Regions from separate parts of the Mus musculus genome. Here region 2 is linked to region 1. A link is a contact called in public promoter capture Hi-C data. All regions are on one chromosome and are shown on one strand. Each heading gives the region's core, a stretch centred on a gene start, on an enhancer-like site or on the middle of the called end of the contact. The rest is flanking DNA. Distances are from core to core; before and after follow the strand shown.

What was found. Promoter capture Hi-C pulls out the DNA fragments that hold promoters and counts their contacts.
Region 2: a contact with region 1 is called in a promoter capture Hi-C map of the HPC-7 cell line, with 2.4 times the contacts expected there. The contact joins the enhancer-like site here to the promoter of Ate1 in region 1. A contact is called at or near these places in 8 of 39 promoter capture datasets (the 3T3-L1 cell line, 3T3-L1-derived adipocytes, the C10 cell line and 4 more), 1 of 15 datasets of contacts at CTCF or cohesin (CD8 T cells), 4 of 484 Hi-C or Micro-C datasets (the AML12 cell line, the G1E-ER4 cell line, embryonic stem cells and 1 more), 4 of 115 datasets of contacts at active chromatin or transcription factors (the SCID.adh cell line, cardiomyocytes and embryonic stem cells) and 2 of 9 other capture datasets (adipose tissue and pancreatic islet).

What each region holds. Positions count from the first base shown.
Region 1 is chr7:130,517,969-130,521,034 of GRCm38.p6, reverse strand. Ate1 (arginyltransferase 1) reads left to right here and starts at 1,455. Exons shown (of 12, transcript NM_013799.3): 1 at 1,455-1,679. The coding sequence starts at 1,574. It overlaps Gm4275 (putative uncharacterized protein ZNRD1-AS1), which reads right to left and starts at 1,444. Exons shown (of 4, transcript XR_869987.2): 1 at 1,190-1,444.
Region 2 is chr7:130,472,572-130,475,637 of GRCm38.p6, reverse strand. All of the region lies in intron 8 of Ate1 (arginyltransferase 1), which reads left to right. Among named protein-coding and RNA genes, the nearest start is that of Ate1, 45 kb to the left of the region's middle. Within about 2 kb of position 1,562, at least 22 of the 459 cell types and tissues checked have an H3K27ac peak or open chromatin away from gene starts, as enhancers often do. A contact at or near this core is called in the HPC-7 cell line and myeloid progenitors, where this site is marked.

The sequences.
Region 1 (3,066 bases), core at 206-2,705:
AGCTCCTCTCCTCCTGTTATCTTACTAGGCCAGGATCACGTATTCAAGGGTCTGTCTTAATGCTCTTTCACCTAGTTCCATACAGGAAGCGGGCCCTGGAACAGCACGGAAGTGTGACCTTTTACCTGTATACTGGCAGGGAGCAGGGTCTGGAATTTGTGGTATTTAGGGCTTCTTAGGAGGCTGGAGTTGAGGCTGTATTTTTCCATCCTTTCAATCTTACATGAGTGGCTCAGAATTGTCTGCCCGTCAAGGTTTCAGGGTCTACAATGCCTTCTGGATGCCTCCAGCATTGGATGAAGGTTGTACACATATCTACTTGCAGGCTAAACACCCACAAACATAATTAAAAAAAAAAGTTTCCTGATTGCACTTTCTAGACACTGCAAAAAGGAATTCACCATATTGTCGACTATGGAAATTATGCCAGACAGACTTAAACATCTGTGTACGCAGAGGAGAAAGCTAAGGAATATTATCTTGGTAGGAGCATGCCTTTATTTTTACACTTTGCCTCACAACCTCATTCCCTAAAACACGTTCTTTGCAAATTGGAGACCCATGGAGTGAATTCAGATTATGTAAATGTTCAGCCTGAAGAGTTAAAAATTCTTTTTGAGTGATATTTAAAACTCCCTTTAAAAGAGGAAAGTGTCGCTTCGTCATTGGACATTCCGCTCTAGCAGAGTTGTTTGGATTCTAGATCCCTCTCTATCAAGCCAGCTCCGGCTCCTCGTTCCTCACAGGTGGTCAGGCGCAGAACTCGAGGTTAACCTTCAACTACAGAGCGCAAATGACCGGGTGAATCCCAACCTGGAGCCTCAGTTTCCCTATCTGTAAAGCGGGCTGAGAGATCGCGTCAGTGACAAGGACTGCTGTTGACTGGACAAGTAACCTGCTGGCCACTAAACACTGGGTTCCGAGACGCACCCCTGCAACCCAGGCTGGCGGCCAGTGGCCTGACCGGGGATCGGCGGAGAGCCGCGAACCCGGCAACCCCCGCGCTCTCGGCCCTTCCCCGAGGTTCCCCGCGCTGAGAGGCGTGGCCGCTCCTCAAGCCCACAGCGGCGGCCATGGCCTCGGTGGTGGAATACAAGGGCCTGAAGGCCGGCTACTACTGCGGCTACTGCGAGTCCAGGGAGGGCAAGACGTCGTGTGGTGAGTGTCCCGCCGTCCAGGTCGCCTTTACCGGCTTCAGCCAGGCTCTCGCTACGTCCTGGCAGGCCTGCCGCGCGGGTTGAGGCCGTTGGTCACCCGACTCCAGCTTCCCGGTCCCATTGGTCTCTCCTCAGCCGGCTTCCTTTCCATCCCGGTCTTCCCGCCCTCGCCCTCCCTAGGGGGTAGCCGCCCCTCACAGAGGAGGAACGGAACTAGCGGACGGCTGCCCGCAGTCAACATGGCGCGGGCGGCGTCAGTGACGTAGGGCGTCCGGTCCTTCCAGCCCGGGAGCACTCGAGTGGCTTCGCGCGATCTTCGGAGGCGCGCGCGTTGCATTGTGGGGTGGTGGAGGCGAAGGCGGCGGTAGCGGCGGCTGCGTAGGACTGGGTGGCGCAGCGGCGGCGGGGTCGCGGACATGGCTTCTTGGAGCGCGCCTTCACCTAGCCTTGTAGAGTATTTTGAGGGCCAGACCTCCTTCCAGTGTGGCTACTGCAAGAACAAGTTGGGCAGTCGCTCCTATGGTGAGCGAGCTCGGCCGGCGGGCGTGTGCTTCGGGCTCTGTGAGGGTCTTGGGTGGCCGCAGCCTGGGGGAGCGTCGTGAAGAGCCGGGTGTCCTCCACCCTTGCTCCCTCAGCGGCTGCTCTGGGAGACGGGAAGGGAGATGGGGAGGCTCCTGGGAGCTGACGGCCGCCCTGCATCCATCCCCGCGGCAGCCGAGGCCCCCTGCTGCATGTGTAGAGGGGCGTGTGCGTGCACACCTGTTCGCTGTCATTTTGGAGAAAGTGTCTGGGAGAACGTACTGGAAACCGAGATCGGCTTGATATTTTGATAAAATACCTGCTCGACTTTTTTTTTAAATCAGGGATTTATACCATGTCATTGTGCCAATCCATCTTGAAGACCGTAATAACGGTGTTCCTTCAGGCTTTAGGTTTCTTTTCTTTTTATTTTATTTTATTTTTCTGGCTTTTCGAGACAAACGTTTTCTGTGTAGCTCTGGCTGTCCTGGAATCCACTCTGTAGACCAGGCTGGCCTGGAATTCAGAGATCCGCCTGCCCCTGCCTCCCGAGGGTCTGGGATCAAAGGTGTGCATCACCACCGGGCTAGGATTCAGGTTTCTTACGGAAGATTTGTTTGTAAGCCGAATATGTACTTATTGTCTGCCGTGTCATGATCGGCAAATACAGAATCTAGGATGGATGGTTTAGAATAATCCTGCAGGTGGAAGCAAGGTAACTTGACTATAAATTTAGGTTAGAGATTTACCCGTTTTGAAAGACAGTTTAGTGGTTTGGCTGTGCACGGGATTTTGGTTTATGGATGCATTAAAAGTGTTTATTAGGAGAAAGTGTATTATTAGGTGAACCGCGGCCTTGGGTAGACAGTTATACAATCGTTAGATGCACGGATTACGAAGACCAGTTAAGTGAAAAAAACGCTTGGAGCATAGGGTTAAATAAACAGGATGCAGATGACAGCCGAGTACACGTGACAGCTGAGAGGAATACGGTCCAATAAAGCCCAAATAAGGCCAAGAAAGCACATCAAATGACAGTGGCTCACTTTGAGTGATAGAGATACTATTCTTTTTCAGAATTTTTATATTCTGACTATAATATTTGCCAGTATTATGTGACTGAAACATATTTTAATAGGGAGGACCTTACTACCCCTACCCCTAGTAATTTCGTATTAGAGAAAATTGGACAATATAAATATTTTGTGCTTCAAGATTTGTTGAAGAACAGTTTTATCATCTAGAAAGATAACTATAAATTCCCAGCATTTCAGTTTTCGTCTTTCCTGTAAGGCACTCTTCTGTTGGGTGACTGTTGTAGGAACTCTTGTTATATCTGAGTGGCCTCAGAACTACAGAGGATTCCTTTGAGGCTCAGAATAACTTGTTG
Region 2 (3,066 bases), core at 313-2,812, 46 kb after region 1:
AAAAAGCAAGCTCTACACTTAAATATGAAGATACGGATGGCTTACAGGTAAGAGGCTGCAGTAAGTTATTCCCATGAATATTTATCGTAAGAACATTGGATGGGCTGTCTTTAAATCAAACAAAGTAGTCTTTGTCTGATAGAAACTGAAGACAGAAAGATGCTTCATAATGAAACAAAAAATCAAGTGTATTCTAAAATGCAATCATTAAAAATAACACCTTCAAAGTAAAAATAAAAACTAAAAGAAGTGAAGGAGAAGGAGAAATTGTCAAATCAGTGACACTTAAACATTTTAGGACAATTTCTTGATACTTTGAGAGGACATTTAGATGAAGTTAGAGATAATTTAGAAGGCTTGAACAATGTGCTCACAGTTTTACTTAATTGGTGTCTATCAATACTATACTCCTCAGTGACAAAAAGCCACGTTTGAAGTCAAGCAAGTCATAAACTACAGATAGCATGGCTCATTTGTAAAGCATTCCTGCTTTAACTGGCTTCCCAGCTGTTCCTCTTTGTTTTTTTGTTTCTCCCAGTACTAGAGATTGGATTCAGGGCATGGAATAGCCCAGGCAAGTACTCTGCTACTGAACTACATCTCCTTCACTGCCCCCCTTTAAAATTTAAGTTAGCATACAAAGTGATGGGCTTCATTGTGATATTTCAAATCGGTACATTTTCAAGTACACCACGCCAGAGCATATTCTGGAGTATTTTACAAAGTTCACTAAATTGAAGAGGATGGAGAATGTAATTAAATTGGCATCAAGAACCAGCAGAATACAATAGCACTCTAATAACAGCAGTAGAACCTAGTTAAATGTGGGTAAGTTACTCAATGTTGTGCTTCTCCAGGGGAGACAGAGGTCTAGAAAACACCAGAGAAACAGTCTGTTGATATTCATTTGGGAAATGGAAGTTAAAACCAGAGAAAAATCACCATGAACTCATTAAATGAATAGAATCAAACGACAGAGAGAGATTGGCACAATGTAGAGAAATTAGAACTCTCTTATTTTGATGATAGGAAAACAAAATGTAGAGCCGTAGTTCAGTTGTTTTTCAAAATATCATATTTAACGTTATAATTTCAAAACTTCTTTTGATTATGCCTAAGTGAAATAAAAATATGTATCCACATAAATAATCATACATGAATGATTATACCAGCATTATTCATAATAGCCAGAAGCCAGAAAGAATTTTACTTCTGTCAGCTGGTGAATGGTCATTGCAATCAGAAGGAGCAGGGATGATCTTAGAGAGACTGTAATAGATGACATGAGTCAGACGCAGACTCTGCTGTGTTTTCCTCTCTGTGACTTATCAGTATTGAAATTGATATGCTTTAATTAATATTTTAGCATTATTTTATTAATCCTCATAATATTAGCTAACAAGCCATGAATAAAAGCTTTCAAACCATTTTTCAAGATTTTTTGAATGGCGAACTGCTTGGCTTTCTGAAGAGACTTAGGCAAACACTCTGGGAGGACCCAGGGACTTCACTTCTCTTATGTCAGCATAATAGTGTGAGGCAGCTTCCTGTGGTAAGGTATTGCTAACGGCCAGAATTTGGAAAGAGAAGTGGTGGGAGGGAGAGAATTGAAAGAAGCCATGGAGACATGAAGGGAAGGGGCTGAGCTGTTAAGCTGGAGTTTGGATAATTTCCCTAAGTGTGGAGTACCCTGAGGAGCAGATGTGCTGAGAGCTGGCATGAGTTGGAGCGCTGTGGAGATGGCCAGCCAGTGAACTGGTGGGAGCAAAGCTTTACCTGGTTTAGTCTATTACTTAGGCCCAGCTTTATTTGAAGAGGTAAAGCAGGAAGCAGGAGGGACCTAGTGAAAACATAGTTATTTGTAGGTGATGGCCAGCAGTCTGTTGGTGATAATGATAATCAGAAGAGGAAGACAGGGCTGTGGCTTGAACCACTGGGCCAAACCAGAGAGGAGCAGGGTTTTGTTTCTTGTAGCTGTATATGTAAGGAAAGAATCCTATAGTTTCAGATTGTGTCCCATACACTTGACTTGGGAGTGTTATTACTCAAAGGCACCAATTAGAAATCTGGAACAAAAGCACTAGATTGTCCTTTGATAGCTGTTCCCTTCCCTTGCATCTAAGGCCTGTTGGGCAGTTCTGGCTCGGGCAGAGCTGCCAGTAAGGCCCAACAGTTGAACTGAAGACATCCTTTCTTGTCTTGAGTTTGCTGTGGTGAGTACAATGCAAGCATCTTGCATATGTGGCCAGACAGTTCTCCTGAAGCTGATTGGTCAGGAGGTTGACGTTCCTCAGTTAGGTTTTGGGCATCACGTGATTGTTGAGACAGTAGAAATTGGAGATGTGTATTGCTTTGTGAAATGAAATGACAGTCACTGAAGTCTTCCTTTATAGGACCCCAGGGTGACTAAAATGTAAAAGTGGATTTTGAGACTAAAGAAAGCACGCTTAAAGTAGAAATTCAAACACTGAATAGAAAAAAGCCACAGATTTGTCTTGTTCAAGATTTTTCTGCACACACTTGAGTTAGTTTGGGGATCTTAAAAGTTCAAGCTATTTTCTTGCTGGGTTAGCTAGCTTTCCTTCAGCGAGTAGAACTATTCATCATTCCTCCCAAGACCTTCTTAGCTGTGTTCAAAATTAGGGTCATCTTCCCTGACAGTTTTCATTGCCCATTAGTTGTGCGTGAATGCTTCAGAAAAACCTTGAATAGTAAATCCTGGGGTGGATTAGTCTCCATGGGGACATCAGTCTTGTTTGATCTCGGCATTCATTGAGTTCTCAGTCTGCTATGTCACCATGGAATATGTGTTCCTGTAAGAAGGGCTGTAAGAGCAGGAGTTGCCGGTTGAACAGCAGTGAAGGAAGCTCAGACCAGTCACTGAGCAGTCCAAGGTTGGGTCGTAGTGCTCAGTAAACACTGTTTAGTTGGGAGAGTCCACGTTTGGACTTCTATTACTTTTGGTATACCGTTTGGAAAGAGCCTTACTTTGTAAAGTCTTTTTATTGAGAGAGTCAGGATTTAAAATACACAAAAATCAGATTAAGGCAAAGCACTTAGTATTAA